Linked DNA regions of Sus scrofa: all the other regions are linked to region 3. Evidence: chromatin contacts called from public Hi-C and targeted proximity ligation data. All regions are on one chromosome and are shown on one strand. The core of a region is the stretch at or near the end of the contact, and the rest is flanking DNA. Distances in the headings are between cores, read along the strand shown. Region 1 overlaps LOC106510390 (a long non-coding RNA gene). Region 2 overlaps LOC106510390 (a long non-coding RNA gene). Region 3 overlaps LOC106510390 (a long non-coding RNA gene). Region 4 overlaps LOC110260771 (a long non-coding RNA gene). Region 5 has its middle 52 kb from the start of SLC38A4.

Region 1 (2,700 bases), core at 81-2,580, 140 kb before region 3:
ACTTTGCTCCATCCTCCCCAGCTTTTGGATGACATCCTCGGGATACAGCTTAAGCATCACTTCCTCCAAGAAGATTTCCATGACCCCCTGGCCCATGTTCTCAGTGCACTCCGAGCCTTCCCCATGGTAGCACTTCCTTTGCCCCCCTGTAATTGCCTATTTACAAGTCTGCGGATGGCACGAGGACAGGGGTCAGTCTCCCAGATTTGTTGGTGCATCTCCAGCACCTCACACAATGCTGGGCATCAAGTAGATACTCCATAAATATGTGCTGATGAATAAAAAGGAAAGAACTTGAACTCAGATATTTTATTAACAATTAATTATCACCTATTGATTAATAATATTGATTAGTAATAATAGCTAGGATTCATTGAGCATGCTCAGCGTTTTACTCTACCTTTATCTCCTTTACCACGTCCACTAAGGTAGACTTTTTTTTTTTTTTTTTTTTTGGCCATGCCCATAGCGTGTGAAAGTTTCTGGTGGCCAGGATCAACCTACACCACAGATCCCGTCGTGGCGCAGTGGTAACGATCCAACTAGAACCATGAGGTTGCGGGTTGGGTCCTGCCTTGCTCAGTGGTAACGATCGGCGTTGCGTGAGCTGTGGTGTAGGTTGCAGATGCGGCTCAAATCCGCGTTGCTGTGGCTTGGTGTAGGCGGTGGCTACAGCTCCGATTCGACCCTAGCTGGAACCTCATATGCGGGAGCGGCCAAGAAATAGCAACAACAACAACAAAATAACAACAAAAAAAAAAAAAAAAAAAAAAACCTACACCACAGCAGTGACCCAGCCTTGCTGGGTCCTTAACCCACTAGGCCAACAGGGAGCTCCACCAAGGTAGGCATTCTTATCCTCATTTTATAAATTGAAAACTGAAGCCCCTGAGGATTTAGAATAACTTGCCTGACATTACACCACTGGTAAGTGACAAAGTCAGGAATAATCTGGGGCCATCTAAGTAATAAAAGAGAAAAATCCATTTTCTTAATCCCTACTCCAAATGTGATGAGCTTTCTGGATTCTCTTGTTCTAAGAAAGACTTCACAGCTGGCAATGGGCTCGTAACTGGAGAGGGATGGTGCTTAGGTCAGAGTTGTCCTGAGCTGAGTCATTATACCCTACTTATAAAGCCAGCTTTCATTTGCTGGGCTTAAAAGGAAGCTCCAGACTAAGCTATTTCCTTCAGTTTGGTTGGGTATATCTTGAAAAGATTTTCTGAGAGTAAGCTGATTTTCTGAGGGTGCTGGCTGAATGCTCGGGCAGGGGGCTCCTGGGCACCCGGGGGGCACTGATAGGTGGTGTCCACAGAGAGAGGAAGCCAGGACCCTGGGACCAGGTGTTGACCACACTGTGGCAGAAGGCACTCTGCATTTTCTTTGTGAGCAGTAATCCATTTGGGGAGTGGCCTTGCTTTTCATGATATTTCAGGAACCGCCACACTGAATTGTGATCCTGGGGTTTATGCTATCGCTGCAGCTTGGCGGAAATTCTGACTGATTATTGTTTCAGGGCCATTTTGGGGATTTGTAGTCCGGTGACTTGATGTGACTTTGGGGGTTTTGATTCTGCTGCTTTGGTCTGTGCCTGTTATCTTTATGGCGGGTTAAATAGTGTCTTCCTCTTTGTAAAAGGCCAGATTTCATCTTATTTATTCTTTACTACATTTGGCTTTGGCAAGAGAGTGGCAATTGTTGGCTCTTTTATAATGAGAAGGACAGTGGGGGCCAGGGAGGTTAATTGGCTTACCTCAGAGAAACATCCAGGTTAGAGTAACTGAACCTCATTGGATTATGTTTTTGATTTAGACTTTCCAATCTTATTTTTAATTAGGGAATCCATATACTTGCATGTGTATTCATTCATTCGTTCAGCAATTATTTATGGAGATCCTACTATGTGCCAGGCATTGGCATTATAGTGGGGAATAAGATATACAAGGCGTCAAGAAATTGACATTCCATTTGAAGGGAGAGAACAGACAGAAAATGTAAATATGTACATGAATTTTTCATTCCAAATGCTAATTTTCTATGGACAAAATAAAAACGGAATAACAATAGGTAGAGTGCTTGAGGTGGATGAAGAAATGATCATCAGAAGCCTTCCATGAGGAGTTCCCTTGTGGCCTAGAGGTTAAGGATCCAGCATTGTCACTGCTGTGGTGTGGGTTCAGTCCTTGGCCAAGGAATGTCTGCATGCCACAGGCACAGCCAAAAAAGAAAAAAAAACAAGGCTTTCCTAAGATGGTAGCACGTAATCTAATAGCAAACGGATGTAAAAGGGCCAACCTTGAGAAATCTGGAGAAGAGCACTCCAGGAAGAGGGAACAGCAAGTGCAAAGGCCCTGAGGCTAGGGTAAGAGTGTCATGTTCGAGGATAGGAATGCTGAGACCTCTAAAAGCAGAGGTGTGATGGGGCTCTCATTTTTATTATAACAAGATCTCTCTGATTGCCATGCAGAGGTGAACTGAGGGAGATAAAGAATGAACCAGGAAGAGATCACTGCAGGGGTTCAAGGATAGGCACTTTTTTTTAGTTCTGTTTCAGGTACTATAAGTACTTTCCATTCTTCTTTAATATTCACAACAGTCCCATCATGTAATTGCTTTCTTCATTTTTCAGATAAAGAAACTAGAGGCTCAAAAGCTTCAATATCTTACCCAAGGTCACTCAACTTAAGTGGGTTTAATTTC
Region 2 (2,700 bases), core at 27-2,526, 170 kb before region 3:
TCATCAAGAATTGGAAATGATGAGTAAGGTGCTAGAATTGTGCTTGTCACCTTGAATGCTCTCGTTAAAGAGGATATTATTTTATTATATAAATTGTCACCCATGTGGCCCCCTGGGCCTTCGTGGTTGATCAAATCAAGGTTTCTCGAAACGGATATGACCTGAGTCAAGAGCATGAGCAGCTGAGTCAACGAGTATTTATAAAAGTCTCCACTAGCAACACGGTGCTGCTGGATTAGACATCGTTGTTCACACAGCAAAAACGTAAACCTTCTAGTCATTAAAAACTTGCCGTCATGTGTGATAAGACAGGTTAACCAAACCGTTTATGGAAATTCATGTTTTAAAATTTATAGATAGGTCTGTAGTGGAAAAAAAAGTTTGGCCATGACCCCTAGATGTTTCTCCTTTTCAGTGATCCAGGCGAGGCTAATAATTCACTCCTAGGGTTTTGAAGTTATTTATTTGCCTTTGGGTCTGGGGCATTCCCATTTGTGATCAATGCTAAGGAGGAAGCGAATTCATGACTTGATTCATACAGATAAGCCTGTAAGGGGAAGAGTGGGCAACAATTACCTCTGCTTCTAATCAGATGTATTCAGCTCTCCGGTTCTCTTTGCTCACGTGGGCAGCAAGGTGTTCTGGTGAAGTTTGCAAATACCCTCACTTTTGCTCTTTGCTCCCTTTTTCTTTCTGTTATCGCCTTGCCCTCTGCGCTCTGCTCCCTCTTGTCACCTCTGAGGTCCGCCTGTCACCCCACTGCCCTTCAGAACTCTTTTCCTTGAAGCCTTTCCAAACAGGTGCTGTCTTGCTTCACTCTCCACCGTCATTCTGCTAACCCCTGGGTCTTATAGATGTTCCCTGTTCTGAACACTGACGCATCTGTCTTTATATAGCCCTGACTGCCTTGGCATTTCCATGCTCCTCACTCTGTGTTTGCCAGCGCTTATCCCAACTCTTCCAGGAGCACTGGGGATCCCGCCCCTGTCACCTTTCATGTAGCACTTTGCGTTGTTTGTTATGGATTAAAGGACTCACAGAGGCCAAGAATAAAGGGTGTATTGGGGGGAGCTCTCAATACACTTGTGTTTTGCTTTTCAGCCATTCTCAGCTGAATGTCTAATCTGATGTCTTATTAGTAACTGGAAATTTAATAGGCAGAGTTCTGAGTTCTTTCTTGTAGGAATGTGTGCAAGTTTGGACTAGTGGATGAGTCACAGACTTGGAGGAGTTTAAAAGCCGTGGTTTAGTGAAAAGCCAGAGAGCGAGAGAGAGGAAGAGAGAGAGAGAGAGAGTTAGAGTTAGGAAGCCCTGCATGCAGAACCCAGGAAGTGAGGCCTTGCAAGCCGTTTGTAACACGCAAGGAACTCTCCGCCTTGATGTGGTGCAGACGGCAGGGGCAAGAGTAGAGCACCCTTAGGCTGTCTGAGGGGAGAATGAAGGAAAAGGGAACAAAAATATTCTTTCTTTCCCAGCCTGGCTCAGTCAGTGGTAGTGCTACCTGGGACCACTTCGTCACCCTCTTACTGTGTCCAGACACTATGTTATTTAAAAATACCAAAAAACAAAAAACAAACAAAAAAGCGCCATCTCCTTTCATCCTCACAAACCACTTCTGAGGAATTTTCACAGTTTTACAGAGTAGGATGCAGAAGCCCAAGGTCACACATTAGCAAAGCGTAGAGTCAGGCTATGCATCCAGGTCTGCCTAAACTTCAGGCCTCTCTAAATCTTGTCCTGACCTATGACCCTGTTCATTTTGACTTTGATCTTTTTTTTTTTCCCTTTGAGGGGAGAAAGGAATTTTTTTTTTTTTTTTTTTTTTTTTTTTTTTTTTTTTTTTTAGCAGATGAGAATTGGCCTTCTGTCTGGGACTTCCCCTGCTAGCAGGTTCTCAGGACATTTTTGCTGAATGAGTGAGTCTGTTCCAGTGGCTCTGGGATGGAGCATGAATGGAGCAGTGCAGTGTCTGGGAAGGAGGCCTCTCTTACTAGCTGTGTGGTTTAAGGCAAGTCCCTTCAACTCTATGGGCCTCAGAATGCTCCCTTTATTTATTTGTTTATTTATTTTTTGTCTTTTCAGGGCCGCACCTGCGGCATATGGAGGTTCCTAGGCTAGGGGTCTAATCAGAGCTGTAGCCACCAGCCTACACCACAGCCACAGCAACGTCAGATCCAAGCCGCGTCTTCAACCTACACCACAGCTCATGGCAATGCTGGATCCTTAACCCACTGAGCGAAGCCAGGGATCGAACCTGCAACCTCATGGTTCCTAGTCAGATTTGTTTCCCCTGCGCCACGACAGGAACTCTGAGTGCTTCCTTTAAAACTTAAGGTGGCTAGGGACAGACAGTGTGACCTCTTCAATGCCAACTCTTATGAGACGTGGGGAAAAGGCTGCCATAGCCTTTTGGTCACGTGTGTCACAGTAAAAGAGGGGAGACAGAATCATCCATCCATGCCTGGGATTCAGGAATTCTGCTCTCTCTTTTTAATCTCTGAAACCTATTTAAAAAATTTTTTTTAGGGCTGTACCTGCAGCATATGGAAGTTCCCAGGCTAGGGGTCGAATCTGAGCCACAGCTGCTGGCCTATACCACAGCCACAGCAATGCAGAATCTGAGCCATGTCTGCGACTTACACTACAGCTCATGGCAATGCCAGATCCTTAACCAATGAGCAAAGCCAGGGATGGAACCCT
Region 3 (2,700 bases), core at 21-2,520:
AAATCCAACTTAAAAACAAGTTAAAATAAAAAATTGTAGGAGTTCCTGTTGTGGCTCAGTGGGTTACGAACGTGACTAGTATCCATGAGGATGCAGGTTCAACCCCTGGCCTCGCTCAGTGGGTTAAGGATCCAGAGTTTCTGTGAGCTGTGGTGTGGGTTGCAGATGCAGCTTGGATCCAGAGTTGCTGTGGCTGTGGCAGGCAGATACAGATCTGATTTGACCCCTAGCCTGGAAATTTCCATATGCCCCAGGTACAGCCCTGAAAAAGCAAAAAAAAAAAAAAAAAAATCAACCAAACTAATCTCTTAAGGAGAAATTTCATAACAGCCCTCTCTTGAATACTTACCGTACCTAATTCTCACTTAATTTCTTAACTTACTGGTGTTGATAGATGTATTTGTATAATTTGCTATAATATCCTAACCCACTACAACACAAAATGATCTGCTATCATTCTAGAACACTAAACAATATTAAAAATAAGGACGATGTATGTGGCTTCATATATACAACTCTGTGAACATGGCTTCAATTATCCTTCTCAAGTCTTTCATTATTTCAACACAGGATCCACATTTACCTAAGTCACTACATGCTTCCATTCAAAAACCATATATAACTTACAATATAAACATCTGTGTAAGCAATTTCAAAACCATATAAATAACTGTTTCATCCATTGTCTCTATCATGAAATATTGCCCACAGCAGATATTACTTTACTGAAAAATAAGCATTGCCAAAAATGAGGCAGAAACCTATATTATCATAGAATAATCCTTACATTATCAGAGGAAACTTTATAACAATTTTATAACACCTTCTTCTCTGATGCTTGTACTATCTTTGATTTTTAATGTATTTCTAACACAAAATGATATCTTAGAAGGGTGCTTTTGAGATTTAATAGTTGGTAGGAAATCAATTCGAAATAAACAAAGCATTCCCTTTTATGGTATTTTAACTCATCGAGGAGAGAATCATAGCTTTGTATAAACTCTGCCCACTCCTGAACTCTACTCATGCTGGGACATGCCTGCTAAGCTTATCAAAGTTTCCATGGGGCTGAAGAGCCTCCTGGGAGAGGTCAGGCAAAGAAGATACAGTAACAAAGGGTGTTTTACTCTGAATAAGGACTAATTTTTTATAAGAATAAAAAACTAGGGGCAGGTCCAAATGAGTGTGGGCTTTTACCCAGAAAGCACAGACTTAGAAGGTATAAGCAAAATCTAAGCAATTGGATGCTGCTGCCTCTGAAGTGACTCAGCAAAGTGCAGCAAGGGCAGCCCAGTCCGAATGCTGCCTGTTGTCCAGAAAAATGACCTTCCATTTCTCTAACTGGGGGCCAGCTCGAGTAACCAGGCATTCAGACTCTAAGCCCTCCTGACCCAAGAAACCTGCCAGAAGCAAAAGGCCGTCATTCTTCTAGTTCGAACAAAACACCCAAATTGAAACTGCTAATTTGAGATCAAGTTGCCCCATCCAGCTGTATACTGAAGGGCTATCAGTTTAACTAATTTAGGTGGCTTGTTTGGTGACACCAAAGAAAGTTTTTGTTAAAAAGTTCGAAAGAGGCTTTTTTTTCAGGGTCCCTATTGCATGCATAGGGAGGGGAAATTTCCATGACATCACTGAGTGCCTTTTTGGGATTTGTCTTTAAGCCCAACCTCCAGAGGATGGATACCCAGATACTATTGTGAGAAGGAGACAGAGTAAAGGTTGAAAGGGCGATTTTTCTAAAATCAAAGACAGCACACAGGCAGCTTGGCCTGCATAGGTCTTTAATAGCTCATGACCCTAAAGGAGACAGAGATGATCTGCCTCTTTTCCAAGAGAACACTCTTGAAACATAAGTATCCCCTCTCTGGGAAGAGAGGACAACACCCACTGAGCATGGTCTTGGCTTTGAGATGCCCTGGGAGAAGGGCAGCAGGACTGGATTTGTTACCAAGCATAGGTGAGCCACCTACTGGAGATGCTAAAAAATACTTGTGTGGTGATAGGGATTTTTGTGAGACTGAAGTCCTACGTGAGTAGCTGAGACCAAAAGTCTATAAAATATGAATTAAAACTACACTTTCAAGCCAGCCATACTATAAACTGGGAAGACCAGTTTAGCTAGGCATTATAGGGATGTAATTCTGGTGCTTAGGATCAATGAAGGTGAATTAGAATTAAGAGCTCTTCAGGTTCCTCTTAACATCTTTGGCCAAAGCTGCTTGCATTATACCTGTTTGAATTGAGACATTGCAGTGCTGAAGTGTTTCCTTAGTGGATATTTATTGACTGCTTATATTTTCAGCACTTGCTGGATGCAATAGAAGATGCAAGAGAAAGATGACTATCCCTGCCTTTGGGAGCTATTAGGAGGGATAACACAGATGCACAAATAAGTTAGAAACAAAGTAAAGTGGGACTTAGAATATACTGATATTTAGTTGCTTCTCATAACCAGTACTTATATTTAGCCTTTGGTAGACTTGAGGGGAGCAATTCCTCTTGGCTAACTTGAAATGAAAAAAAACCCCAGCAGATGTACAGCTCTCATTCAATCTATCTTCTAAACTTGTACTCTTTTTGCTTGGATTTTATGCTTACCTATTGCTTTGTTTAATCGCTATAGAAGTGAAGACTTGCTGGGCTTATACTATTGTTACTGAATGTAGGTTCCTGTTCCTGACACACAGTGAGGCCAAA
Region 4 (2,711 bases), core at 34-2,533, 150 kb after region 3:
TTCTTAGGCCCCATGGACTTCTGGTCCCTTATGCGTGGATGCAGAAGGCAGCATTCACTGGCCTCCTTCACAGCCAGTTCTGGTGCAGCTAACCAGGTAAGGGATCATAAAAGCCCAGAAGGAATAAAACCCAAGATTAACACTAAGCCAATCAGTGGTATTAGGCAGTGCCATTAAATGCTCATAAACATATCAGCATGCTGCCCTTCAGTGCGAAAGGATACAACCATACAGTGTTCACGGACTGCCCCGCTTCCAGAGGCCTCTCGTGTCCTGCGGGTCATAGGGTTGATTGCCCCTTGAACAATGACGTTTCATGTTGGCTAATGCTGACACCCCAGAACTTAATATTTCAGTTGACTACTGAAGGCCTGCTCTGGTTTTTCCATTATGCTGCTGTGAGGTTGCTGGAAGTGGTGAGCAGTATCTGGTTTCTCAGTTCCTTTCTATTCCTAGCTGGGATTTTTAGAAGTAGCTGGCTGCCTGTCCACGTTCAGAAACGCGGTAAGTCACTGGGGACCACAGCTCAGGGTGCATGTGTGAGCAAACGGGTTTAATACCAGCACTATGCCCGAGTCATCACTGCTCTATTTGTGGAATGGGGCAAAGACTGCCAGGGGATCTTCAACACCTGACTGGCCTCAACAACTGTCTAAGTGGAGGTGAAGTTGGAATAACTCTACCCATTTACTGCTCTGCCCGCAACTAAACCAGTCAAGTGTCTAAAACTTAAAAGTGTTTCAACATATTGTTAGGGGGAAATTGACAACTCCCAAAATATGCCCCTTTGTTGAGAACGCCGCCAAGGTCTCTGAAATGTCTCACTTCTGACTTCATAAAGAGATAATACGCTCTGGAGGGAAAAATCTAGGTGTTAAAGTCAAACAGATTTACGTTTGAATAGCAAAACTGCCAGTTAATTAGCTGTTTGATTAGGCGAGGGACTTCGATTCTCTAAGTCTCAAGTTGCCATCTATAACATGGGCTAACATGTCTGACTTACGTGGTTGATTTGAGAAAAAGAAAAATGGCACGTGTACAGTGCCTGGCATGCATTTGACACAAAACCCTCTAGGTTCCTTTCCTCTAGTATCGAAGATAATTGCTTGGTCTTTGTATGCGTTTTCCCCTCATCAATGTAATAGTATGTGGAAGAAATTCAAGCAATCATATGATGGGTCCACTTTGTTTTCCGTTGTTTCCTTTTCTTGCTGTGCCAGTCAGCATAGAGTCAGTCCCTCGGAGGTTCAGTCAGTTCTGGTCCATTTGCCAAGGATCCTATCGCTCCTTTTATGGTCTGAAAAGTGATAGTCATATCTGGAGAGCATCCAACTCATAATGATGCTTCAGCTCCTGTTTGTCAGAGCTACAAAAAGACTACAAAGTATTTAAAGGAACAGAATCGTTTTCCTCTACCCTCAAAATCACTGGACAAAAAACAACTGGATGTTTAGAACAGCGTAACCCAAATCGTGAGATGATAAATGATTATAACGAAATGTTAAAGTAAGATACAAGTGGCTCATATCAACTCCAAGAAAAATAGCAAACTCATGTTAGCACAATATTTTGTAAAAATTTCATGCAAATGCTTTCTAGCCAGATGTGCATTCTCCAGCTAACCATAGTACCACCCTTGCTGTTTCATGACCACTGGCCCACCTGCTTCATCGTCTATAGGGCATGCCAAACCCTCGAAGGCATTTATGTCTGTAGACCCCAATCCCAACCATTTAGATCAAATTACTAGGTTCCTGTTCAGGCAACTGGGCTTCAGTAGCAAGAGCCCTAGCAGCACATCTGACCTGGCCTTTGGGTAAAGTTTTTCCTCTTTAGCCCAGAGATGGTCGCAGTTCCCTATAGCTATTCATCTTCAAATGACTTGATCTTATCTTTTGCTTCTCCAGAATTTTCAGCAATCATGCAAAGAGTCTCTGTATTCAATTTGATCTGTATTCATGTTTAAAAAGCCTAGTGTGGTTTTTGCTTTTCTGTTTGGACTCTTGACTGCTATAAAGCCAGATTGAACACAATTACAAAGGAAACCAAGCCCAGTATGTGTACTGATCAATATTCATAAACATACAAAGGAAACCAGGGGTTACTAGGCCTTTAAGGAAAATTGACACCATGGAAGAGAAAGGCCAAGATAAACAGAAGAAATACTAACCCTAGGGAAAAGGACATAACTTGGTGAACCAACAAGGACTTACACTTTAAAAAAAAATTAATATTAGAATTTAGATGATTTTGCTGCCAAAAAAAAAAAAAGAACCATCTGCTATGAAAATAGAGCAATCAGAAAATTGGAGAGAATTTATTGAAATTAAAAGTACATTTGCCTGAATGAAAAAATTAATAAGTGGTCAAAATAACTAGACACCTGGAAAAGCTGATGATATGGAAGATAAATTCAAGGAACTCTTTAGAATATATGAGCAAAGAATCAATGAGAAAGTGACAGTGGTACATAATATGTGCTAGACTGTTCTAAGTACATCAGTTATGATAACATAGTTAATTTTCATAACAGCTCTCTGAGCCGAAAACTCTTGGTATATACACAGAGAGGGTCAATAACATGCCTAGAGTCACATAGCTAACGAGGTGGCAGAGCTGAAATGCAAATGCAGGGGATCTGATTCCAAAGACCTTGCTCTTAGCTAGTTATTCTCCATTGCCTATTTTAAAAGTAGGAGATAAGCTGAGTG
Region 5 (2,750 bases), core at 32-2,531, 170 kb after region 3:
CCTGAAAATGCCAGTGAATGTTGGGCTGCATATCGGTTGAAGCCTTCTCTTACATCTTCCTGGAGGATGAGCTCTTGGATTTATTTCCTGTTTGTTTTTATTTTCCACCCTGGCCACATAATGGATATTTAAGCGAACATGTGTTGATTCTTCCTCCCAAAAGGTTATCCCTTTTTGCTAACACCATTTGCTGAATAGTCATCTGTGTCTTCACTTCCCGCTCACCACATCCTGGCGGCTGCACCCCACACACCCCTGCAAATGCATTTGGAAGATCTCCCACAAGCTCTTTATTGCTAATCCAGAGTACACTTCACAGGCCTCAACCCTCTGTCAGGTGTCAACAAGAGTTGGCTCTCCAGACCGGAAATTTTCCTTGAAACTTCTCTTCCCTTGACTTCAAGAACATGTCATTATCTTGGCTTTCTTCCGACCTCCCTGCTTTTTTCAGTCAACTTTTGAAGATATTTTCTCTCCATGTCTTTCCTTCAATATCATGCTCAGGGCATCAGCCTCACTATTCTTCTTTCCTCACTCTGCCTGCTCCACCTGAGTGTGCTTTTCCACACCGGTACCGTCAAGTCCATCTTTCTCCCCAGCCGGGATCTCTCCCCTGAGTACCAGACCAGTGAGCATCATTGTCTCCAGATACCTTCTCTGGGACGTCAAAATCACGCTTTAAATTTGGCATGACCAGGAATTCCCTCTGTGGCACGGTGGGATTAAGGATCTGGTATTGTCTCTGTGGTAGCACAGGTTCGATTCCTGGCACAGGAACTTCCATATGCCACAGGTGTGGCCAAAAAATAAATAAATAAATAAGGTACTCAAAGCCAAGTTCATCCCCTATTCTCTACGCCTTCTCCTCCAACCCTTATCATAAGAGACCACTTTATCCTCTATGCCTTCCCTCTCTCAGTGCATTAAACGATGAGTCATTTATTTTCTTAAATCAGATTTTGACCTGAGCATCATCCTTAATTATCAAAAGATGAGTCATTTTTTTTTTCCTTGGAGAGTAGTGGTGCCCTTAACAGTGACTGACCCTTTCTGGAAAAGTTTAGCTCTTGTTCGTTTATGTACTTGGAAAGAACAAGGGAAGAGTGATTTATTCAGATTAGATGAGTTGCATTTGAAGTCCCTGGGACCCCCATAGAAAAAAATGTTGATTGGGAATTTGAAACGTAGGTACTAGAGTCATGAAGAGATTTCAGAGCTAGACTTACATATTTGTGAATTATCTACTGCACACAGAGACAATAACTGAAACCATGTGAGGAGATGAGATCATCATGGAAAAGTGTACATAGAAACAAGGTTATGTGGAAACAAGTTGTGGGAGCAGCTCATAACTCTTTGAAAGCTGATAGGACTTTACACATTGTCTGGCACAACTTTTTTCTTCACCTGAAAATGATTCTGAGTCTAAGAGGAGAGGAGAGAAATTAAATTCTAAAGAAAAATCTACTGATAAGGTCTTTGATCCCAAGTTACTTTAAAGGTCCAAAGCTCAGACCAAGAAAAAATTCAAAATGAGCTAACTCTACTCAAGTCAAGAACAGTGCCTCAAACTCAAGACAACATTTGTTGATAGATGCAAACTATTACATTTAGAATAGATAAACGATGGGGTCCTTCTGTACAGCACAGGGAACGATGTCCAATCTCTTGGGTTAAAACATGATGGAAGATTAGTATGAAAAAAAAGAATATATATATAAGAATATATATGTATATATATAAACTGTGTCACTTTAGCATACAGCAGAAATTGAAGGAATATTATAAATCAACAACACGTTAATACAAATTATTTTTTAAAAGTTTAAGTAGTACTAAAACAATGCAATAAAGAAGGCAACAGATTTACCTCAAATTATACCAGTTCAGGGTAAAAAAAATGTAACATTTGGCGCATGACAAAAAAAAAAAAAAAAATCAAGACAACATTGCTCCTGGAGCCAGAAAGAACTTGGCTGTTTTACGAGTTCCATAAACTCACAGATAAGAAAGCCCTAACTCTCACCCACCTCCAGGTTTCTTGTAATATAAACCAATCTATTCCTTTATAGCATAAGCCAGTTTGACTTGTCACTTACTGAAGCAACAGTAGATACTGGAGCCAGCTCACTAGAGCTGATTGGGCACATCTCTTCCCAACTCTGTACCCAGTGACATCATCTTGTTAGCTCGAAAGTGGCCATGATGGGACTATTTAAAACTCAGAAACTGTGAAGTGCTCCGAATTGGGGATTCCTATCCACACCAAAAAAAATCTGGTTGTTAATTTGTTTTCCTGTACATCACTGGTTATGGCCAGGAGTCTCCTGACTGAGATACACATGTTGAACCAAAAACAGGTTGGTCTGGAGGGCCAAGGGGATTCAACATAGGTGTGGACTGCCTGGGAGCCAGGAAGATGAATTGATGGTGGAATTGATGGTGGCCAACCAAGGAGGCATCTTCATCCAAGTCAAAAGAAGTGTAAGTGAGGAGCCTCGTAAGATGATGTTAGGGGCGCGGGTCATATCCCGAGTCCTCAATTGTGCATCTGCTACCAGAGGCACATCCCAGACTGTGACGGCACTAGTACAGTTAGAAGAGACCATCACTAAAACTTCTCCCTTCTTCCATTTGCTCCATCCCTGGAGGGACCCCATACAGCAGCTAGTGAGGGGTGAGGAGTAGGAGACTGGGAGAAGCAAGGAGGAGACCCCCCCCCGGATCCACACTGGAGATTTCCCAGCCAC

What was found. A called contact is a pair of places that touch in the nucleus more often than the background predicts.
Region 1: a contact with region 3 is called in a targeted proximity ligation map of skeletal muscle. A contact is called at or near these places in 2 of 47 Hi-C or Micro-C datasets (embryonic fibroblasts and liver) and 1 of 2 datasets of targeted methods (skeletal muscle).
Region 2: a targeted proximity ligation map of skeletal muscle shows a contact between it and region 3, with 6 times the contacts expected there. A contact is called at or near these places in 5 of 47 Hi-C or Micro-C datasets (embryonic fibroblasts, epiblast stem cells, liver and 1 more) and 2 of 2 datasets of targeted methods (alveolar macrophages and skeletal muscle).
Region 4: a contact with region 3 is called in a targeted proximity ligation map of skeletal muscle. A contact is called at or near these places in 1 of 47 Hi-C or Micro-C datasets (skeletal muscle) and 1 of 2 datasets of targeted methods (skeletal muscle).
Region 5: a Hi-C map of omental adipose tissue shows a contact between it and region 3, with 3 times the contacts expected there. A contact is called at or near these places in 1 of 5 promoter capture datasets (liver), 21 of 47 Hi-C or Micro-C datasets (alveolar macrophages, brain, embryonic fibroblasts and 13 more) and 1 of 2 datasets of targeted methods (skeletal muscle).

The regions. Positions count from the first base shown.
Region 1 is chr5:77,225,406-77,228,105 of Sscrofa11.1, forward strand. The region is part of intron 1 of LOC106510390 (a long non-coding RNA gene); the gene reads left to right. The region is part of intron 1 of LOC102160630 (a long non-coding RNA gene); the gene reads right to left. Among named protein-coding and RNA genes, the nearest start is that of SLC38A2, 100 kb to the left of the region's middle.
Region 2 is chr5:77,193,570-77,196,269 of Sscrofa11.1, forward strand. All of the region lies in intron 1 of LOC106510390 (a long non-coding RNA gene), which reads left to right. The region is part of intron 1 of LOC102160630 (a long non-coding RNA gene); the gene reads right to left. Among named protein-coding and RNA genes, the nearest start is that of SLC38A2, 69 kb to the left of the region's middle.
Region 3 is chr5:77,367,566-77,370,265 of Sscrofa11.1, forward strand. All of the region lies in intron 6 of LOC106510390 (a long non-coding RNA gene), which reads left to right. Among named protein-coding and RNA genes, the nearest start is that of SLC38A4, 120 kb to the right of the region's middle.
Region 4 is chr5:77,520,793-77,523,503 of Sscrofa11.1, forward strand. All of the region lies in intron 1 of LOC110260771 (a long non-coding RNA gene), which reads right to left. Among named protein-coding and RNA genes, the nearest start is that of SLC38A4, 33 kb to the left of the region's middle.
Region 5 is chr5:77,540,585-77,543,334 of Sscrofa11.1, forward strand. No RefSeq gene overlaps it. Among named protein-coding and RNA genes, the nearest start is that of SLC38A4, 52 kb to the left of the region's middle.